Linked DNA regions of Zea mays: region 2 is linked to region 1. A link is a contact called in public Hi-C data. All regions are on one chromosome and are shown on one strand. Each heading gives the region's core, a stretch centred on a gene start, on an enhancer-like site or on the middle of the called end of the contact. The rest is flanking DNA. Distances are from core to core; before and after follow the strand shown. Region 1 has its middle 98 kb from the start of LOC103650072. Region 2 has its middle 2.9 kb from the start of LOC103650072.

The links. A called contact is a pair of places that touch in the nucleus more often than the background predicts.
Region 2: a Hi-C map of bundle sheath shows a contact between it and region 1, with 3 times the contacts expected there. The contact joins two enhancer-like sites. A contact is called at or near these places in 7 of 25 Hi-C or Micro-C datasets (bundle sheath, ear, leaf and 2 more) and 1 of 3 datasets of contacts at active chromatin or transcription factors (seedling).

What each region holds. Positions count from the first base shown.
Region 1 is chr3:50,942,246-50,947,436 of Zm-B73-REFERENCE-NAM-5.0, reverse strand. No RefSeq gene overlaps it. Among protein-coding and RNA genes, the nearest start is that of LOC103650072, 98 kb to the left of the region's middle. Within about 2 kb of position 3,071, at least 19 of the 20 cell types and tissues checked have an H3K27ac peak or open chromatin away from gene starts, as enhancers often do. A contact at or near this core is called in bundle sheath, ear, leaf and 3 more, where this site is marked.
Region 2 is chr3:51,043,325-51,048,515 of Zm-B73-REFERENCE-NAM-5.0, reverse strand. No RefSeq gene overlaps it. Among protein-coding and RNA genes, the nearest start is that of LOC103650072, 2.9 kb to the right of the region's middle. Within about 2 kb of position 2,390, at least 17 of the 20 cell types and tissues checked have an H3K27ac peak or open chromatin away from gene starts, as enhancers often do. A contact at or near this core is called in bundle sheath, ear, leaf and 3 more, where this site is marked.

The DNA.
Region 1 (5,191 bases), core at 1,822-4,321:
CTAATAGCTCGTGGCCGGGGCTTCTCACTTTAGCATAAAAACCTCTAAAATCTCATCTAATGTTGGATTATGAACTGCAGTGGTAAAAAATGGAGCTCCTCACCTTGGAAGTGTCTGGAGCATGGAACGACGGTGGCGGCGGTGGCCGTAGGTGGCACGATAGCTGGAGGTGGAGCAGTGGAGAGGTGGCGGTGGCGACGACGACAGTGGAGAGGTGGCGCGGCGGCGGAGGTGGTGGCGGCGGTGAGAGGTGAGAGATAGAGTGAGAGAAGGAAAGGAGAGGAAGAAAACTCGCACAGTTAGGGATATGTACAACGGCTTTGATATATGACGCTCAACAAAGTTTTTTTTAATTTAAAAATATACTTTGCCGAGTGTCCTAGATCTGATACTCGGCAAAGAATACTTTGCCAAGTGTCCAATGACCAGTACTCGGCAAAGATTGTTTTATTTTTTTTAAATTCTTTGTCGAGTGTCCCCCGGTAGACACTCGACAAAGCATTTTTTGCCAAGTGTCTTCCTTTGACACTCGACAAAGTATGTTTTTTATTTCTTTTTTCCACCAAACTTTTTATGGTGTGTTTCTCAATACGTAGACCTACATGTTCAATTTTGACATAATTATCAAAGTGTTTGCTATAACTATCAGATTTAGTTCGTTTCATTGATTTTCTTCGGATAATTTAGATTTGAACTGGAAGTCACTCGAAAAATGGAAAACGGTGAATGCATAAATGATATTCATGTTATTTAGCATAATTTATGGCCTATTTCATGAACAGAACGAAATTTTCGAGCACCATGCTCACGAAACATGACCTTGAGGTGATAAAAGGTAAAAAGAACAAAAGAACAGATGTTTTTGAAAAGAAGATAGGGAAAAAAGGAAGAATACAAACACTGCTAACAAAAAGAAAGGTAGTGCTACCTGTTCAAATACTTGTTTTTCAATATAATTTTTATTTCTGGTAAAAAATTATGATTTATATGTATGATATGTAGGAGGAGTTCAACAAGATGCAATAGACAATATAAAAGATGCAGAGATTCAAGAGTTCACAATGAGACAGGTAACATTTTCTCTTTAATATATTACTGATTTAAACTTGTATTTGTCCTAAACAATTCATGTGTTTATGTGCAGAGCTCTTTTGATGCAATCATTGGATCTAATATAGAGCTACCATGCTTTCGAAACAACATGTGTGGTGATTTTTCAACAGGGACTGCTGCTTCGATGCATCAAGGATATACAAGTATAGGTCCTAATATTGCGCTACCATGCTTCCCAAGCAACATGGCTGATGCTAATATTGCTCCTTCTACACAAGGAGGATATACTAGTCTTCTACTTGGAGTTCATCAAGATGCCTCAGTATCTCGAAGATTACATTTTGATGAATCTCTAGATCAATAAGTGTTTTACTAGTGGTGGTGCTTTGCATATTTTATTTATGGGACCAGGATTGTAAATTTCTATTGGTACTATTTTAGTAATAAACAATCATGTGTTACTGCCCTGTACGTTTGATCCATGATTCAAAATAAACAATCAGGTGTAGCAGCGGAGAAAATGCGGAAACGGTGATGGCCTGATCCTAATTTCACGCAGCAAACGTAATCTGGCTCTGCCTCAAGGAACGGCCGGCTAGGCTCGATTAGCCATGTCATCAGCGGCTTGATTAACCGGCATCATTAGTTGTTGATTTTGGACGCGTGTCGTGCATCGAAACGGTGCCGCAGATTGACGTCGTGCGTCAGCGGTGCATAGAATTTTATTCCTAATTTAATCACCGCTGGTTGTGGAATAAACCGACGAGAATTAATTTAGCCGACGGGGATCTTGAGGATTCCTATTGTGTTTGTTCTTCTTTTTTTCAAACACAACCGTCACCCAGCTAAGAATTTTAAAACTAAACTACTACTAGCGTTTCAAGAAACACATACGTACTTAAAACTTTTTCTAGAAAACTACCACATTCTAATATTAACCCAACGATATAGATGGATATTACATGGAACGACAAATAATGACGTATATGTAGAGCTGCCTCATGAGTCTTCCTACTCATGCTTGATGGTTGCTTTAGGCGGATCCCACCACGTTTGCAGCTCATAATAATCCTGCTTGCTCTTCAAACATATCTCGGAAAACGAGATAGGGATGCCATTGCAGGGCGGGCGGGCGGCCCTCGGCACGGAGAAACTGACGAGAGTTGCGACGTAAAAAACGGCCGCTGCTATTCGCATGCATGTCGCCGTGGCGGGCCAGGACCAGTGGACCACGACAGGATGTATAACCCGGCCGGGGGTGTCTGTCCATTCACGCAAGGATGGCAAGCGCGCTCGGCAGGGACATGGCAAGGATGGCAGGTAGCGGCGGCATGGAATCAGTCAGGCGGGCCTACACCTTCATGTACATGACGGCTTGCCTCTCCGCCTGTTTCTTGCTCGTAACCATGGTCGGCTCCAATCATTGGCGGTCTCCGTTCCCTCCCCCGGGCCGCACCGCCCCCAGAAGCCACCCACACCCTCCTCCCTCGTCCCCTCCCTCCTGCCTGACCAGTGATCAGCGTCAGCCAGCGGGCGAGCGAGCCTGAACCCGACCAATAATACGGTGCAGTACCGTGTGGGCGTGCTTGTGACATCATGTACGTGGACGGGCTGGGCACAGGGAAAGGCCGGGTCCGGGTCCGGGTCGGGGTCGGGGTCCCTCCCCGACCTCCAGCTCCGCGACGCCGACGTGGCGACCGCGACTAACCACCGCCACGAATGAAGAAATTACTCACTGCACTCCATCCTCCCGCAGCGAAGGCCGCGCGCGAGATCTGATGTTGCTGCTGCTGGTGGCCACAAATATCCAAAAGCCGCAGGGTCCACACAAGCGTCCGGCTGATACCGTCCCTGCCGCGAGGGACACGTGCATGGGGACGCTCGCTTCGCTCGGCTCTCTCGCTCCTGGCCGCGCGCGTGTTCGGTGCCGGGCTGCCAGCCGGTGCATGGCAGACGGAGACCGCGCGCGCGGCACCGGACGACGGGGACGGGACGGTGCAACAGCGCAGCACGGGGAGACGACGCGCGGCACCGGACGACGGTGGCCCCGGGCGCGCGAGCGGCCAAAGGCCCATCCATCTGTCTTGGCCCTGGCCGCGCGCTGGGTGAGACGACGGCGCCGGCCGTGTCCGTGCGTGTGCGACCGTGTGCGGGTGGAACGGATCTCGTGAGTCGTGGCCTTGTCCTGTGCTCCTGTCCCTTGGCGAGCCGCAAAAGATCTTGCTTCGGCTGCATACATTTATGGACAGGAGAAGCTTCTCGCCGGCCGGCGATAGGGACCCGCCGAGATATATCGATGGATATGGCGGCGCCCCCGGTCCACAGGAAATCAGTAGTAATAACAGAGAATCACAACTGGCGTCCTGCGTCGCGTTCGCGGGCACGCATATCGATCATCAGGTTTATCCCCTGCAGACCAGCTGACAGACGCGAGCGACGCGAGGCTCAAACTTCTCGACAAATCAAAGGATAGGTTTTGGTAGCGGCGTAGGCGCGCGCAACTGCACACCTTGCTTGCATGCATGCACGTCTCGTTTCGCTCACGGACACGGTCATGGCAAATGTATATGCGCGTTTCATTGTTGTGTGTGACCGTCGTCGCCGGACGTGTACGTCGTCCAACTGATGTCATATACTTGCATCACCGCTCTCTCCCTCGTTTCACTCGTTTGTGAATCGTGATTCACGCTAGCTAGCTACAGTATACCTCTCAATGACATCGACAGAAGTGCAGAATCGACGCATGTCTCACATGCATGCATGCTTGCTACTGTGCTGTGCTCCTCTCTCCACGCATGCATATGTACAGCTTGTTTTTGTTAAAGTTTTGCAGTGCTCAGTGGTAAAGAGAGTAGAGGAAGAGAGATAAATGACAAAACTGTTGTTTATTGCAGAGAGAGTAGTGCTTATATACATATGTATATAGGATTCCCAAGGAGTGTGACCCTTGGATAATAACTGTCACAATGGATGGGTGGATGGACTTGATCACAGTACAATATTTTGTAACACTCCCACTTAATCAACCCAAATCCATTTGATCATCTGCAAGCCGTCTTCCAATATATCATCTCCTCAAAAACCCTGTGGGAAAAATAAGGAGTACACAATGTCTTTTGGATAATGAGAATAATCTCACTCGAACTCCAAAAGAAAATATGCTTGTAATCATCATGCATAAAAACTCCTGTGGGGAAAAATTCAATGATGAAGCATATAGCTTAGTTGATATTAGCTCATTAAAAACTTTGGATGAGAAAACTTCAGCAAGGCAAAACTCATACAAAGAAAATAGTGTAATATGATGGTTCAAAACATGTTCAATTTCACGGAGAATTACTCCCCTTGATCCTTGCAAGCACATAAGTCTTCTCATACCAATCCCCTCAACACATTTCTGAAACGTGAAGTATGGTAGAGATTTTGTGAATAGATCAGCAAGATTATCACAAGACTTTGTATGCAAGATGTTTATATCTCCATTTTCCGGAAGTTCATGGCGATAATACAATTTAGGAGCAATATGTTTATTAATATTGCTCCTGATATAACATGTTTCCATCTGAACAACACAAGCTAAATTATCCTTATGGATAACGGTAGGTGATTCAATTGAACCATGTTGCGCCATTGTTCTCCCATGGATCTCTAGTCCAAAGAACAATAGCATGTCTATAGTCGTCATCTCAAAAACCCACTGTGGGGAAAATAAATGATGAGACATATAACTCAGTCCAATATTTCTCCAAGATAATCTTGTCAGAAAATATGAGAAATCAACATATGAGTCGAGTCTTCTTAAAAACCCAATGGAAAAATAAGGAGAGTAGTCATACTCTATTGTTGATCCATTTGAACTCTAGGGAGATAAACTTATAACCTAGTTCAAATACAACAATAGCTATATCATAATGTATCATCCTCGAAAACCTCAACGGGAAAAATAGATAATATGACATAGGTTTGTATTGATGTTGCCTCGTTAAAAACTTCGAATGAGAAACCCAAATAGGGGAAAAACTCATGCAAAGAAAAGAGTACATCATGATATGAAAACAAGTTCTTCCGATCAAGAGGAAACTCCCCCTGATCTTACTAATCACCAAGTCATCCCATACATGCTCTCAAACACATTTAA
Region 2 (5,191 bases), core at 1,141-3,640, 100 kb before region 1:
AAAGTAACAAAAAAATTAACTCATTGTCTTGTACCCATTCATGTTTTTACCTATCTTTGTTTTAGAATCATCACTATTTCACATATTCTAAAAACACATGAAATTTTGTTAGACACTGTTCTAATAGAACATAACTTTCTAAGATTTACTTTCCAATGGCTAAAATCTCATTTTAGATGCGAATGGAGAAATGAAAATCCTACAAACTGATGTTATTCCGCATCTCTGGTGTTTTTAGCTTCCACTCTTTTTTCATGAATCGTTTACTCCCTCCTACAGTTTAATTAGCATCAAAGTATTTCTCAGTGCTTTCCATTACTTCCTCCTATAACTTCATCATGTTACACAGTTTTGACATCCATATAATTATACACCTAAATCATCTGAATTCAAGTTCTTATGAAAGCACACCTTGGTTTCTTTTCTTTATATAAAGCTACCCGGTTTATCTTACATCAATCCATTTTTTCCCTATTAATGTCAAGACCGACCTACAAACCTCTCCTGCCTCACTCTTCTTTAAGAACAATATTTTCACATACTTGAAACCAGATATGAAATTCTGTTATACATTAGAGACAATATCCAACAGTTCTTATGCACTAACGTACAGGATAATAACCAGGTTTAGATCACCCTAACCCAAAAGATCTATCATCCCCACCAAAAAAATAATGTTTCAAACATGCTTATTCTCTTTCAACAATATGTATTGTAGTCCTTTCTAACATTGCAGACCATATACACGATGAAAAGTAGCAAGCTTCAGATACAACAATCTGGTTTAACCGAGCCTGAAAGCGACGACGAGTAAATCAACGCCATTTTCATGAAGGTGAGACATTATGTACAAATCTTCTTTCTACACAGCTTCTAATCAATAGAAACTGCACATTATTCTTCACTCTCATTTATAACCTTTGCACAACAATGGATTACCTCGCAAACTCTTTAACAACAACTAATCTTTCCTTCTTTTTCCTGTATAGAAAACTGCCTTGCGTATCTGCGACGAACATTGTCACTTATGAAGCGTGGATGCTTTTATGTACATAACCAGGCTGATGAAACTACTTTAGCTTAATATCTGTTTATGTGATACTCATCTCTGCTTTACTACCTATGACGACCATGTCACTTTTGGAGCGCAAATGCTTTTGTGTGCATAAAACAAAGTTGATGAAACACATGTCACATAAGTATATGTGATTGTTGCAGGGGAGGGTTTGCGTGCGTCAAAACTTATTCAATGTCTTCTCATGTGCTAGTTCTGTCATTTCCCACAAGAAGCCTACCATGTTTTCCTAAAATCGACACGCTCGATTGTTGCACTAATAATGCAACACATGTGGATGTCGTATGCTTTATACTGCGTATTCATCATCGATCAAAGTAACGACCACTCCATGCAGCACAACATATACCAAAATAGTGAACCGTTTTGAGATTATCACATATCGTGTGCTTTATACTGCGGCTCGGCTTGGCTCGCTAGCGCAACGAGCTCAAAATAGTGGCTCGGCTCGGCTCAAAATAGTGGCTCGGTTTGGCTCGCTCGAGGCTCGCGAGCCGAGCCGAGCCGAGCCGCTCCGAGCTCGAGCCGGCTCGCGAGCCTCGAGCTTATTTTCCAGCCCTAACCAAAGCCATACCGTTTTGAGATTTTGTAATAATCCAGTTGTTAACAAATTTATTTTTTCTGAGATAGTATATGGTTGTGTTTTTGTTTCTCCCGTGCCCCGAGATGCCGAGACCTCCGCTCGTAACCATGTCTCTCCTGTGTCGCTGGAAGTCGTGGTTGGGGTGGGGGTGACCGTAGCAGTTCTCTTCCTTCGCACAAGGTTTCCGTCGGGCGCGAGCGACGGCAACGGGCGCGGGTCTTCCGTCGGCCCGCCCGAACCACCGTGGCCTTGAGCCTGCCGACCGGTCAGACAAGGGGAGGGGTTTTTAAAAAGGGCGACGCAGATTGCGTGCATGCAGCGCGTGCGTACAGTGAACGGATAAACAAAGCAGGTCGAGGTGGCGTCGAAGCCGCCTGATTTCGAACGTAAGTTTAAGTAGCGGGGTGGTGGTGGGGCCACCAGCGCTCAACTGGCCACGCATCGCTAATGCTTCCGGCATCTGGAGAGAGAGGGTGTTGAGACTTGGGGTGTTGCCACGCCCACGAGCGTACTTTTGCTCCTAATCCTAAACCAGGAGTCCTAATCCATTTGATGTGATTTGATTATATTATACAGTTGATTGATGAGGCCCACCGGCACTGCACGTCGAGGTGGGGGGCCTTTTGCTGCCCCGCGAGGCAAGGAAAGCTACGTGGAAACTAAAGCTGCACACGTCGGACCAATGCAGGCTGGCCCCGGCCCCGGCGTCGTCCTGGCCGCTGGCGACACTGCACAGCCGTGCACCGGCACTGTGGACGCAGGGTGGATGCGGTGAACCGTGCCCGCACTCCTCACACTGGCGTCGTATTTATTACGCCCTCCATCGGTCGGTCCTGTTATTATAAAAAAAAAAGAGACGAGAGATAATTTTTAAGGCAAATTTGTGACAAGGCAAAACGACCTAGGTATCCTGCTAACGAGCAGTGTCAAATAGTGCTGCGTACTGCAGATCGATACAGTACGTAGGTGCTGAACAGTGTTAGGAGATTTTTCCCTCTCTCTGTGATAAATTGTGGATCCTGCAAGATCTTACTTTTTTTCATGAATGGGATGGAAAGTGAGGATTTTTCAAACTTCAGCATTACATGTACAGTTGATTAGTTGAAAGGACGACCTGCAGGACATACATACATATGCCGTTTCAACTAGGTTTCGTAATTAAATGCCCTATATTCATTTTACCCGGTGGAGAAGGGCCGTGAATGATGCAGACAGCAACGCTATAGGTTAATTATTACGTTATAAGAGGATATTTCCTAAAAAAATTACTCCGTAGTCTCTGATTTAGCAAGTTACTAAATATATATTGGAAACAAAAAAATAATAATCTTAGCCTCCAACGGTTTCTGGTTTTTACGTTGTTAAATATATACCTTTATATAATTCACTAGTTTAAATTTTGAAAAAAACTCATCCAACTAAATCGCCCCCACACTTATATCCTTCGCTAAATCCATCAAACAACAAATTGAACAAGACTTAACATATCATCAAAATCAACGATTCAGATAACTCTGTCTCTCCTACTCACTCAAATCCAACAAATAATCTTATTTGGATCATCCCTCAACCCTCCCCTCCCTCCCAACCCCGCGCGACCCTGCCTCCCTCCTCTCTCCGATCCCCCGCATGGCCACATCCCCCTCATTCGCGTCGTCGCCATCGCCGACAACCCCTCCTCTCGTGCCACCGACACCACCGTTGACCCATCTCCTCTCTGGAATTGTAGCGTTAGCATGAACTATATGCTAATATTTTTAAATTATGGTAGCCTGTTTTTTCTAGTTATAACTTGTAGCTTTAAATTTTGTTTTATTTATACAATCATTCTGTATGAATCACGATTTTCTCAAAAAATTTTGGATTGGTCATCTTTAGACTTGTCAAACGAGGATGATAAAATTATCCTTTCCGCAACTCAAATCATTCAAAGTGCATCACTTTCATACATGCATGAACTCGATAGCAGATAACTGATTTCATAGTGTGATTGACACACAAAATGGACTATTAGGAGTGTGAAACAGCTCTCTCTAAGTCTAGGACTAAATAGGAATATTTAATAAGTCGATATATTTGAGGACCTCATTTAAGGAACCATTGGAGGATGTTTTTTTTTAAAATACACTAAATTAAGTTTAGGCGTCGTTTGGATCCTTGGAATTGAATTCCATTATAATAATAATATTTAGGCACATACTAATCAAACTAATATGATTTTATACAAAATATATTTATATACTATTATTAGTAAGATGTCGGAGATATTTATGTGCTATATTTTTACTATACAAGAGTGAGTTAAAGAGTGTCATATAAGTTGCATAGTAGAAACATATTCTACTGATACATAAAATCATTTTCCCATATTACACCCCATGAATCTGAGATAGACTAATATCTGAAATTTTAGAAAGCGGTGGAATGTTAAATTCTAAGCCAAATAGATTACTTTATTTAGTAAATTCCGAATCCTTAAAAATCCAAGATAGACTAATATCCGATCTGGAGTATCTGGGTTGCACATCCCGAGTAGGTAATTAATTGGTTTATTCAATTAGGGTCAGTTTCGCCGCACACAATTGGTAACATTTTGAGATGCACGTAATTTTGCTATAGCAGTACATGACGTTAGAACACGAGGAGCAAAACGCCACCCTCTTTTTTTCTAAAAAAAACCGTAGCGTGCCACCATACCAGTAGCTAGATTATTATTCAGTGGCTGCCGCTCGCCATGGAAGGCAAATCAGATCAATTGCTGGATCGGGACTCATTGGTAGTTTCGCATCGACCGGCTGGGTTTGGCTCTACCAGAAATTCAAAGAAATGGTCACAAAAACGCCTCATGGTTCGCGTGCTTTTTTTTTACCGCCATTTGTTGGTTTCTGTGTGGCGCGTCTTTGATATCTCAACGTGGACATCGCAGAGAGCAAGCGGCAAAAAGTTGAGTGGACCCATGCAATTAAGAGAACAGAACTTGTGGTTCTGCTGTGGGAGAGAACAACAAAAATCCTGTACGCGGTGTCGCGGTCTATTCCGGTTTAGAGGTAGCTAGCTAGCTAGGTAACAGAATATACGTACGAGTGCCATGAGTCACTCCATGCATGTGTATTTTTATTCTGCCGTGAATTGCAGTTGATCCCACCCAGAGATGTCAATGGGGACCCGATACCCGATAACCCATGGGGAATTACCCTATTAGGGTACGGGTATGAGACAAAAATTGTCCCCATGGGTATGGATATGGGACAAAATCCCCACCCATTGGGTAAACGGGTATGGGTTTGGGAAGCAATAATCCAAACCCGATTACCCATGGGTATTTCATACACGTACACCTGTCCTGTTTGTATGAATGAGTTGAGGCCGAGTCGACCATCAAACCCAGCAGACTCCATTTCTTATATTGGTCCCAAGTACTGATTTCTTTTCTGATGGATGGATGAATGGATAATGATTCATGGATGAGTGCTTGCCAATGTGATGATATATGAAATCTGGATAGTTTATGCTAGATGTTAGTACCTAGTTAT